2 separate regions of the Pan troglodytes genome follow, and region 2 is linked to region 1. Evidence: chromatin contacts called from public Hi-C data. All regions are on one chromosome and are shown on one strand. The core of a region is the stretch at or near the end of the contact, and the rest is flanking DNA. Distances in the headings are between cores, read along the strand shown.

Evidence for each region. A called contact is a pair of places that touch in the nucleus more often than the background predicts.
Region 2: a Hi-C map of stem cell-derived neural progenitor cells shows a contact between it and region 1, with 7 times the contacts expected there. The contact joins two enhancer-like sites. A contact is called at or near these places in 2 of 7 Hi-C or Micro-C datasets (blood and stem cell-derived neural progenitor cells) and 1 of 1 datasets of contacts at active chromatin or transcription factors (stem cell-derived excitatory neurons).

What each region holds. Positions count from the first base shown.
Region 1 is chr3:75,636,164-75,642,510 of NHGRI_mPanTro3-v2.0_pri, forward strand. It overlaps the pseudogene LOC471242. Among named protein-coding and RNA genes, the nearest start is that of PDGFRA, 12 kb to the left of the region's middle. Within about 2 kb of position 2,613, at least 11 of the 24 cell types and tissues checked have an H3K27ac peak or open chromatin away from gene starts, as enhancers often do. A contact at or near this core is called in stem cell-derived excitatory neurons and stem cell-derived neural progenitor cells, where this site is marked.
Region 2 is chr3:75,951,133-75,957,479 of NHGRI_mPanTro3-v2.0_pri, forward strand. No RefSeq gene overlaps it. Among named protein-coding and RNA genes, the nearest start is that of CHIC2, 160 kb to the left of the region's middle. Within about 2 kb of position 2,534, at least 6 of the 24 cell types and tissues checked have an H3K27ac peak or open chromatin away from gene starts, as enhancers often do. A contact at or near this core is called in stem cell-derived excitatory neurons and stem cell-derived neural progenitor cells, where this site is marked.

The DNA of each region.
Region 1 (6,347 bases), core at 1,363-3,862:
TTTTTTTCTATTACTTACAGCCAACCTTAACAATCCTAACTAATAAAGTCAAAAATGGTTTACTCATTCTAACTCCAAATACAATCACCCTCACTCAAAAATGAAATCTGGGGTATAGCAGGGCTGAAAACACACACCCAGCTACATAACATCCCAGGAGGCCTACCAAGGCTGGGTGCCTCTCTGCTGACCTACTCACATTTATAATTTTCCTGTGGGATTTTAAATGTATGTGTGTCTTTCCCAGCATTCAATTCATACTTGCTGCCTGTTTAACTAAATTTTTCTTTGGATAGTCAGTGATACAGAAGGAAAGCTGAAGGACACACAAGAAGGAACACATTCGTTCTCTTTTCCGTATCTTTTCTCCTGGCCTCATATTCTCATTCCTCTTTATTGTCTTACCCTTACTCTGTATTCTATTCTTACAGTCTGCACACTTTTGGCCTTCTGTCTTTGTTGCCTCCAGAGCTTCCAGGTATTTTGTTACTGTTTAATTTTCAGTGCTTTAAAAATATGCCTTTAGAGGCCAGGCATGGTGGCTCACACCTGTAATTCCAGTACTTTAGGAGGCCAAGGAGGGTGGATCACTTGAGGTCAGGAGTTCGAGACCACCCTGGCCAACATGGTGAAACCCCATTTCACCTACAAGTAGAGAAATTAGCTAAGTGTGGTGGCATGTACCTGCCATCTCTGCTACTCGGGAGGCTGAGGCAGGAGGATCTCTTGAGTCTGAGAGGCTGAGGTTGCAGTGAGCTGAGATCATGTCACTGCACTCCAGCCTGTTTAAAAAAAAAAAAAATGCCTTTGTTAAGGTAAACATCCCACACATATTAAGATAATAGGACAGTCCTGCTGGTAAACCATCCCCCAGAGCTTAGGCCAGTTTCCATCAGGCCGTTGACAAAGAAATGCAGCTCCACGAGCCAGGAGATGGTGATTCCTGCTTGACTTGGGATCTGAGTGGGAGAATTCTGGGCTTCTCTCCTCTTCGCTGCACTGTGGTTACAGATGTGCACTGGCCACCTGGGTGCTAATCTCAGCCCTTCACCTCACTATTCCTGAGTCTTTAATCAGGTATTTTTTTCTGCTCATAATCTGAATGAAGGGTTCCCTCACAGCCCTAAGATAAGAATCAGGCCAGGCACGGTAGCTCATGCCTGTAATCCTAGCACTTTGGGAGGCTGAGGCGGGTGGATTACCTGAGGTCAGGAGTTCGAGACCAGCCTGACCAACATGGTGAAACTCCGTCTCTACTAAAAATACAAAAATTAGCCAGGTGTGGTGGTGACCGCCTGCAATCCCAGCTATTTGGGAGCCTGAGGCAGGAGAATCGCTTGAGCCTGGGAAGCAGAGGTTGCAATGAGCCGAGATGGCACCACTGCACTTCAGCCTGGGTGACAGAGTGAGACCCTGTCTCAAAAAAAAACAAAAAACAAAAAACAAAAAACAGCACCAGCTCTCCTCTGCTGTCTGTCTCCTCAGCATTTACCCCCCTAGATTGTATCAGTTGACAAATATTTATTCAGCACCTCTTATACCAGGCACTGTGCTAGACTCTGGCATGCTGTCATGGACAAACAACCAACCATGGAGCTCAGCTTTGGACAGAGGAGACAGACGGAAAACAAACCAGGCCCTCATTAAATGGCAGGCGTGACTAGTGCTCTGTGGTCACCCAGTGCTGTGGGAGGCCATCGTCACTGTGGGAAGCCCAAGCTGGTCTGGTGCCTCAGGAAATCTTCTCTGAGGAGGTGATATTTATTTATTTATAATTGAAACAGTGTCTCCCTATGTTGCCCAGGCTGGTTTCAAACTCCGAAAATCAAGCCTAATTCTCCCATTACAGCCTTACCAGTGCTGGGATTACAGGCATGCACCGCTGCACCCCACAGTAGGTGATATTTAAAGCTTCGTGCAATTCTGAAGAAAGATGCCATATTCAGCTATTATTTTTAAGTCATTCAGAAAATGTATGTTGCATAAGAAGTTTGTGTGTAGGGCAGGTACAAACATAGCAAAGTACACTCCTCTGTCTCTGGAAACGATAGTTTTTATGTCCCAAAGGAACTGTAATGATCTGATATTGAATCAAAAAACGACTGAACTCACTCAACTAAGAAATTGTCTTTGTTCAAAAGAGACAATTCAGTTCCCCAAGGATAGGCTATCATGAAATTTGAATGTAACTGAGACTCCAGACTGGTGACATCTCCAAATCTGATGCTTTTCTGTCATCCTGGTGGAGTTATCTTGGAGCGATAAGAGAACTGCGTGCTCTCATCCCGCTCCACGAGCTAATGTTTCACAGGCTGACAATGACAGGGTGATTGCCTTTGATTAAAGCATATTTTCAATTATCCCTTGGGTACTTACAGCCTGTTAGGTTTGCATTATAAAATGAACCCAAGGTCCTCCAAGGATCCACAAGACGGTCCAAAGTCCTTATTGTGTGTGCATTTGGTTAATTATTGGATTGCTCAAAAACGTAGTCATGAATTGACTTCACTGCGCAGTAGATGTCTAAATGGTTAATGCGGATTCCTCCTCGGAGAAAAACCAGACCCGTCTTTGACCCTCCTGCAGTGATTTCTAAACCACTAGAGGGAGCAAGAGGCCACCTCAGAACTAAGTCCACCCTGGGCGAGTCCGCATTTGGTGACTGAAACCAAGCCAAGTGTTCCCAAATGTTCTGGAAAGGAACCAAGTCAGGGCGTCTCCCATCTCTAAGCCTCCCCAGGCACCCCTAAAATCTGGTGCAGTTCCAGGCCACTCCTTAACAAGCCTGAGGTTCCACTTGAAGGTCCGACGCTGTTTGGAGTCATCCTCAGGACACTGGGGATCGTATGTCAGTGCTGGGGGAGGGGAGGAGGGAGTGATGCGATTCCAGCTGCAGCCGCGTCCATTCCACCGCGGGCCAGGCCCTATATAGGCGCACAAGTTATTTGAACAGGAAGAGGGACAAATATAAAGCCATGACCACACGGAATCGGGGCGCTTTACCCAAACTAAGAGATTTGGGGGGTGGGGCGGGGGGCTTCTTGGGCTGCTGTCTGAGCTGTCTTTAAGAGTAAGAAGAACCGGGCCAGGCGCGGTGGCTCACGCCTGTTATCCCAGCACTTTGCGAGGCCGAGGTGGGCGGATCACGAGGTCAGGAGTTCGAGACCATCCTGGCTAACATGGTGAAACCCCGTCTCTATTAAAAATACAAAAATTAGCTGGACATGCTAGCGCATGCCTGTAATACCAGCTACTTGGGAAGCTGAGGCAGGAGAATCGCTTGAACCAGGGAGTCAGAGGTTGCAGTGAGCAGAGATCGAGCCACAGCATTCCAGCCTGGCGACAGAGGGAGACTGTGTCTCATTTAAAAAAAAAAAAAAAAAAAAAAAAGTAAGAAGAACGGGCCGGGCGCGGTGGCTCACATCTGTATTGCCAGCACTTTGGGAGGCCGAGGCAGGTGAATCACTTGAGGCAAGGAGTTCGAGACCAGCCTGGCCAACATGCAGAAACCCCGTCTCTACTAAATATATAAAAATTAGCCGGGTGTGGTGTCGCATGCCTGTAGTCCCAGCTACTTGGGAGGCTGAGGCACAAGAATCGCTTGAACCTGGGAGATGGAAGTTGCAGTGAGCCGAGATCGTTTCACTGCACTCCAGACTGGGCGACAGAGTGAGACTCCGTCTCAAAAAAAAAGAGAGAGAGAGAAGAACGACCAGAGGTGTGTTTCTTCTAGAGGGAACTGCATGAACAAAGGCATACGGACAGGAGCAGGGAGAGGGGTGGCCATGAACTCCATCAGTGGCTGCGACTGGTGAGTCGTACTCCTATGGGCACTTTTGAGTAGATTTAAAATGCAACAGGGCCCCAGCAACTTCAAAGAGATAAGGGAGGAGCTGAACTTAAATTCCACTCAAATTAAAATGTCTAAAATTGGCTCCTGTAACATAGATCCGTGGCTGATAATGTCCACTTTGCATCAACTGCTGAAATTCTCAAACATTAAAAAAAAAAAACAACTTGGCTGCTGGTAAGAAATGGCATAGTAGGTTTTGCATTTATTATCACAAAAACAGTATTTTGACAGACTAGCCTTCGTTGGGGAATTAAAAGATTTAACTTTCTGAGGCTCTTCCATAAAAATAACATTCTAAAACAAGCGTGCATTATAGAAAATATTTATTATCAAATAATATCATATGGCAGCCCTGTGAAAAACCTGATATTATTGAGGGAAGCTGCATTTTGTTCACTTGAGAAAATAAAGGTTGGCTGAACCAAAATGATTTATCCAACTACAAGATTCATGTATTTGTGGTTGAGTTATGTTGCTACAGACACCAGTAGCACCACACACACACACACACACACACACACACACAGACACACACACAATATTGATAATTCAGATTTAATGCCTGTCTCTATTCTGGTCAAATTCAGGCATGATTGTGATGATTTCCAAGCTTTGTGTTCATTCTCTAACACGTATTGTACTAAATAAGAGTGCAATGACATATTTTTATTTGTAAAGATACATGAAAGTAAACTTGATTTAAGATATACTTCAACACATTTTGAGATAATTAGAGACACGCCAGACTATCACACACACAAAAAGTAAGGAATTACTAATATAAATTCTGTCAAAGATTCCTGTAGGTGATTCGAATTTGCCAGTGACAGAACCTGGATTAGATTAGGCAGTTCTGGCCTGTGTAACTGTTGCAGCCAAAAATCCCTTGAATGTCAGCGATTCATTTGGTTTAACCTAATACCCACCCATGAACCTAGTTTATTGCCATAGAAGTTCGCATCAAATCTTTATTCTGCACATTTAATAAACAAGTTGTCTAGGGCTGTGTGTGATAGATTTAAGTTTTTTCCCTTAGCATCCAAATGAGATTGAAGGTATTTCCAAATAAAAGGCAATTTAAAACTGCAGGCTCACACTTCAGATAGTGGTTATCTTATCTGCCTGTCTGAGTCCTGTTTGCTTTCACTAAAGCCACCAATAGAACCTGAGAAAGTGGCATTGGAGATTCAAGAGTTCCCTCTTCACCCCACCTGGAGGACAAAGGAAGAGCTTTTCTGATAGGTGCTGCTTAGTACTCCCTCTTGGAGCATGGCTTAAAATTCACAGCCCTCTCTGTGACCTTTTCAAGTTTCATTCTAAAGCTGTGTGACAAATAGCTCATCCTTGTGTCACACGTGCAATCACACACACCACCTAGAGGATAAACACCAGCTGGGTCTACATTTTACCTGAAGGTTGAATGAAAAATAAATATTTCAATTACCCTGATACTTCCAAAATCCAGATGGACCAATAGAAGTATACAGGTCATTTCCTTTCAGTTTAGTTTTGCTATTCCATTTTATATGGCCTGGTATTTCCAATGCCATTTTACTCCTTCCAAAGCATATCTGAATATATGAGCTTATTTGATGCTCCTCACAGCCACGGAAAGAAAGGGCAGCATTCTATCACCATTTGCACACAGAAACTCAGTAGGTCAGGCATACTGGCTCATACCTGTGGTCCCAGCACTTTGGGAGGCTGAGGTGGGCAGATCACTTGAAGCCAGGAGTTCAAGATCAGCCTGGCCAACATGGTGAAACCCCGTCTCTACTAAAATTTAAAAAAAAATTAGCCTGGCATGGTGGTGTCCACCTGTAATCCCAGCTACTCAAGAGGCTGAGGCATGAGAATCTCTTGAACCTGGGAGGCAGAGGTTGCAGTGAGCCCAGATGGCACCACTGTACTCCAGCCTGGTGATGGAGCAAGACTCTGTCTCCAAAAAAAAAAAAAAAAAAAAGAAACTGAGTAGGAGAGGTCACTGATTTACTCAAGCTACTGTCATACTCAGATAAGGAAAGAACAGGGACCCTCCTGGCTCCCAGCAATGATATCTCAAACATCATTGTGCTCTTTGCCATTTGAAATAACTTATGTGCACATAATGGGGACAGAGTTGCTAACCAACGAACTCAAAGGAAAACATTCTTTTTCTCCTCTCATCTAAATGGGGTGGACTTTAGTGTTCCTTTGTCTTTTTTTTTTCTTTTTGAGACAAGGTATCGCTCTGTCACCCAGGCTGGAGTGCAGTGGCGCAGTCACAGTTTACTGCAGCCTCAACCCCCGGGCTCAAGCGATCCTCTAACCTCAGCCTCTTGGGTAGTTGGAACCAAAGGCATGTGCCACTATACCTGGCTAATTTTTGTATATTTTGTAGACATGGGGTCTGGCCATGTTGCCCAAGCTGGTCTCTAGCTCCTGAGCTCAAGCAATCTGCTGGCCTCCACTTCCCAAAGTGCTGGGATTACAGGCGTGAGCCACCACGCCTGGC
Region 2 (6,347 bases), core at 1,284-3,783, 310 kb after region 1:
TAAACATTCTGGCTTACCCAAGCCTGCCACTTTGCGCCAGAAACCATTTAATGATGGTTGTTCGGTGCCGACCCCAAAAAAGTGGATGTAAAGCAAAAAAGAGGCTCTATTGTCTGAGGTTTTCCTGCTCCGTTTGGATTACCAGGGAGTTAAAGATAAAACCCCAGGCAGAAAGCTACATGTCAGCAGTAAGGGAACAAGATTACCTCTCACGTTACTCATTTAGAAGAGACGGCTTTTGTCTTAGTGTTTTGAGAAATTCTTCTTAAATAATTTGGTTATGACTTTCTTGTGTGTTGTGTGAGACATGTAGGAAGGAGCTTTATAAAGGAAATATAGTGCCACGTTGCTTAAATTTATTGAGGCAACCCTAGCAAGAGAAGTGCATTTCTGTTTGTAGAACAACTTATACATTTTTCATAGGCATAAATAGAAATTAAAAATTAATATGGGCTGGGTGCAGTGGCTCATGCCTGTAATCCCAGCACTTTGGGAGGCCAAGGCGGTGGATCATCTATGGTCAGGAGTTTGAGACCAGCCTGGCCAACATGGTGAAACCCCATCTTTACTAAAACTACAAAAATTAGCCAGTCGTAGTGGCAGGTGCCTGTAATCCAGCTACTCAGGAGGCTGAGGCAGGATAATCAGTTGCACCTGGGAGGCAGAGGTTGCAGTGAGCCGAGATCATGCCACTGCATGCCAGCCTGGGAAACAGAGCAAGAAAAATAAAATTAATATGACCTCCTTTCTTGGTTGACCTGAATCATACTTTGCAGTTATTTTTTTTTCTTGTGAAAGTGAGTTTGTATTTGGAAGGTCTGCAGAGAACACCAGGGATGAAGAGGTAGAGGAGGGAATAACGTTAGTTAGGAGTACAGTTTAGAGTGCTGTTGGCTGTTTGCCCAAATGCAAATTATTTAATTTGATCTGAAAGCTTTAAATGTAATATTTGTGAGGATTCAGTCCATCAGTAAATCATCAGATATGTGTGTACATTTGCTGTGTACCCAACTAGGCATCAAACATGACAATAGGGGAGATTGTGTTCTGGTTGGAAAAGGAAGAATTAATTTAAGAAAATAGTTTGGAGTCTGCTTCCTATAATTTTGTTCTTAAATTTTAACCTAGTGGCAGCAACTTTATGTCCTTTCTCTCCCAGGACAGTTCTAGGGACAAATATTTAGCTCCACTGTGCCTACCAGGGAATTGTATTTGACAGCACGTGTGCTTTGATTGGCAGCTTGAAAAACATGGTTAAAGTCGTGATCAGCACGAATGGAACAGTCAGGAAATGGGTCCCAGGGAACTTTTCCACTCCCACTACTCTTTGAAAAGCCCTGCAAAGATGCTATTGCAAATTTCTGTCTCATCAAACCAGGGATATTACCTTTATAAAAAGAATGCAAGCACTCATAATTCATGATATCCTCTCACCAACGATAGATCTCTAAATTATCAGGAGTAAAGTATATTTAAGAGTAAGAAAATATCTATCAAAGAAGAAAGTCAAGAAATGAATCTGTTTAGTTGTTTTCTTCCTGCTAAGAGCCTCTGATGGAGCATTTACACTGGCTTATGCTCATGTGTGTAGGATCGGCCAAATGCAAGTGGAAAATTATTAGCCAGGCAGTAGTCAGAATGCTCATCCATTCAAGAGCTTCCATTCAGATATATGGAGCTGAAATCTGAAACTAAGGGCTCTGTCCTAACTTTAGCAACTTAATTGCATAGAGCTCCACAGTGGCCTGATTAAGAATGGCTGGTGTCTTGAAATATTTTGAAAATACTGATACCAAAAGATTTTATTCTGAAAAATTATTATCCAATGAGGAAAACGAAAAGGAACCAGTTACAGAAAAGCCTACAGTCTCCGGGGATTGATGATAGAGCACATCATTGAAATGACTGCTATTTCAGAGAAAAGCAGTGCTGAGTTTACATGCTTTCCTTATAACATGAAATTTTAGTCCTTTGTCCAACACTGGGAAGTTAGAGGGAAGGAAACGTCTCTTTACTAACGAGAAAATGCACATTTGCTTCAAAACTATGGGGATGTTCTTTTTTTTTTTTTTTAACGGTATCCTTGTAAGTTTCTTTATTTGAAATGTGCATGAAATACCACATATGAATTTCTTGAATTTATGTAGTACTTGACTTGTCAAAGATCTTTCTCATGGGTAGGATTATTGGCAGTAAAGATAAGCTGTGGGAGAAAGGCCGGGGAAAAGTCAGTTGATGGTGTTAATTTATGAAGCAGACTGGAAACAGAAACTAAAGGCTTATTTTCTCTCATTTGAGCAACAGGCTGGTGTTTGGCAAACTGTCCTGGGGGATATTTAGGTGAAGGGCAGGCGTCGTGATCGAAGACTTATCTCCCTTCTTTTCATCTGCACACTTCTTCTCTGACCACAGTTTGAGCACTTTTCAATCACCAGCAGTCTCAGCAGGGCAAGGCTGCCACACGCTTGCTAATGGTATCCCAAACGCTGCATTTCTGGGGCTCATCCAGGAAGCACGGTGATAGACAAGCGAGTTACCGTATTTCCTCTGAAACTGCCTCCCTAAACATCAAATCAATCAGCATGGTTGGACTGCAGGCCACCACTATGTGCTGGCACTAACTATACCATGCTTCCAGGCCCTGCTTGATAATTCCAAAATAACAAAGGACACACAGGCACGCCTATAAAGCGTAATGACTGTTTAGTTGGCCTTTCCGTGGGAATATAGAATCTGCCAAACATAACTACTGATTTAGAGCTCGTCTAGGAATTCCTCCTAGCCCTGAGGTCTCAGTGTTTAGAGATATTTTCCATAAACTGGCTTAAGCCACTGCAGCATTGAATAAATAAATGCAAAGCACAAAGCTGCCAGTGTCTCTCTGGAAGAGTAGATTCTGTGCAGTGGGGTAACACAATGAGCTGTGCATGGAGCCTCTCTCAGAACCGTGAGTAGCGAACTTCCATCTGACAAAACAGATTTTCTAGTTTGACTTTGAACTTAAGTCAACAAAGATAGAAAAAGTGTGGAAAGTGTAGTCATTTAAAAAGAAGGTCCTGGTGACTATTTTGCTAACTGCAGAAGGCTCTTTACCAGAGTGTTAGCAGTTTATTTTTCAGAGCATTTCCTCAAGACAATGTGTATGAAAGCATTTTGTAATCAGTGGAGTACTTAAACGGCAATGACTATGCAGATACATTTCCAAACTCCTCAAAGTGAAAATGTGTTAGAACATCAGATAAGAGTGAACAAATCACAAAAGAGGCATTGCACATCCCTTATAGGCACGCGAGACAGTGTGTTCCATTTTGAGAGATCTTATTAAGGAGATTGAAGAGGCTGGGATAATTTCGAATACGATTTCTACCCAGGCAGAGTCAGATGCAGAATTAAAGAAGATAAAGTAGGAGACTTTAGGAGAAATGTATACAGTTCTCATTACCATATACATCCTCTCTTCCTTTAGTCAGAACAACAGCTCTTTGAAATCAGGAAAAAAATAGTCTTGCTCAGCCAAGAGGAACCTGGAAGCTCCCCTTGGATGTTACTGCCCAGGCAAACCTGATGTTCTGTAGTGTGTTCACTAGGATTCCAGAAGCTGGCCAAGTAAGGATGAAGCATCACTGTTTTAGGGGGAGCCAAACTGTGGTGTCCATGGCTGTTCCCCTATGCATCAGTCATTAAGCTTGCCACCAGCTGCTGACATCTAAAGCTGAAAGGAGGGATGTCACGGTACAATAAAATGTATAAGCCAATAAACCTTTATTTGGTGATTGGTCATGCTCTTCTGTATCCTGCCTGGCCATAGCCTATTTTTATCACCAGACTCAAGGAGGGCCTTCACTCACAGAGCTTGTCCACAATAAAGGCTCATTCGTTCCAGGCATAAGCATTGCCCCTAGAGCAGCCTCTACCTTCTCTTAAATAAGAAGACCAAGGGAAACCCAACAACAATAGCAACAGTAATAACAAAACAATTGAGGACTGGACACTCATGAGCAGCACCATTGGCTGGGAGACCTGGTCCGGGATAGGTTGGGTGCTGGTTCCCAGGAAGGCGTACTTTTCACTGGAGTCTCAGTTGCTGGAGAAACAATGCTGAAGGTTCTCTTTGGTGACCATGTTATGTTTTTTTGTCTATGGAAACTCAAGCCCCGTGTGGAGGGAGTGCAGAACTTTGAAAGAGCAGTTCAGTAGACACACTAGCCAGGTCCCAGCTTTTCTATAGAAGGATCCTCATTCCTTGCTCAGAGAGATGCTGCCTTGATCTGAGTCTTTATTACTGAGAGAGGAGAAACTGTGCTGTGATATCAGCTATTGTGGTCAAGTTCATAGAGAACTTCTATCTAATCCTCCAAACCTGCTCTTAAGGTGGGTGTTTCCCTCATGACCCCACAAATCTAACTTTGTGTCATAGAGCTTTGATTTTTGTTCCAGCCCTGACACTTTACAGACATGAGCAATCTTAAGCAAAATGAGTTTCGAGAAGGTTACATAATTTGCTTCTTCCAGGTAAAAGAGACAGCAGGTATAAAGGTCCTGAGGTAGGAATGGAATGGGCATGAATGAATGAGTGAAAGTGCCTTGAAATAATCTCTTCACCAGGTTGTTTCGTTTTCTTTATTTATGTCTTCTTAGCAAGGATTTCTCTAATATCCATCATATCTCTATTCCATTCTCCTGATTTCATTTCTTCAGAACACTTATCTCTTTCAGAAATTATCGTATTTGCTTCCTTGTTATTGCCTTGTTAGCTGAAAAGTCAATTCCAAGACAGTAAAGGCCTTGATGGTTTTACTCAACTACAGTATTCTCAGCACCTCAATGCCTGATACAAGCAGATACACATCCCAAACACCTTATCTGAAGCCCATTGGGGCCAAGTGTTTTGACAATTCAGAATTTAGGAATCTCAAATGGTGAGTATCACTAAGTTATATAACACCCCACAGAGTTTGGGGCTGCATCCCATAATCAAACACATTTGCTTTTCTGCTGTGAAACATGCAAAATGTATCAATACAGTAGTGCCCTCTTATCCATGGGGGATCCAGTCCAAGACCACCAGTGGATGCCTGCAAGCTTGGGCAAGACCAAACCCTATGTAAACTCTTTCTTTCTCCCTCTTTCTTTCCTTTCTTTCTTTCTTTTCTTTTTTCTTTCTTTCTTTCTTTCTCTTTCTTTCCTTTCTTTCTTTTCTTTTTTCTTTCTTTCTCTCTTTCTCTCTCTCTCCCCTCCCCTCCCTTCCCCCCCCTCCTTCCCTCCCTCCCTCCTTCCTTCCTTCCTTTCTTCCCTCCTTCTGTTTAAGATAGAGTCTCTCTCTGTTACCCAGGTTGGAGTACAGTGGCACTATCTCAACTCATTGTAGCCTCAACCTCCTGGACTCAAGCGATCCTCCTACTTCAGCCTTCTGAGTAGCTGAGACTACAGGTGTGTACTGCCACATCAGGCTAATTTTGTTAATTTTTTGTAGAGACAGGATCTTCATATGTTGCCTAGGCTGGTCTTGAATTTCTGGACTTAAGCAGTCTTCCTGCCTTGGCCTCCCAAAGTGCTGGATTACAGGTGTGACCCACTACACCTGGCCTCATTGTGTTTTTTCTTATATAACCACACTGTATGGGGAAGGCAGCACATACAACATGGATATACTAAACAAAAGGATGATTCATTTCCCAGGTGGAACAGACTGGGACAGTGTGAGATTTCATCACACTTCTCAGAATGGCAAGCAATTAAAAACTTATAAATTTTTTACTTCTGTATTTTTCCATTTAATATTTTTGGACTGTTGTTGACCATTGGTAACAGAAGCCTTGGAAAAAGAAACTATGGGTGAGGGGAGAAGACTGTAGTCACAATTAAGGCAGATCATAAAGACTGGGGACTGCTATGCATATGTTCAGGTGAGTTCAATGAGCTTGCTGTCAGCTTACAGAAAATCTTTTGGTTTTCAGAGCATTTTGGGAGTTTGGAATTACAAAGGATTGAAGATCTGCAATCAATTAGTTTGTATTGACTGCATAAATTAACAAAACATGCCTTCTATGTGCCCAGGCAGTGTGGTGGGACTGGCTCTACAGCAATGAAATAAATCTGGTATGATCCTTTTCAGCTCAGATCTGCAGAGAAAACAGGCGGTTACACAATGAGTTATCACGCACTGCTTCAAATGAGAAGCCCTTGCTAAGGAGAGAGAGCCTGTGTCCTCGCAATCATCAAAGAAAGAAGTTTATTAACCACCTCCCGCCCGCCCCCACGCCACACACACACACTGATCCCATCTCCACTCCAAGTAAAGTCAGTCGTGGTCTTTGGAGTCTGATCTTAAAGTGTATTTCTCAGTG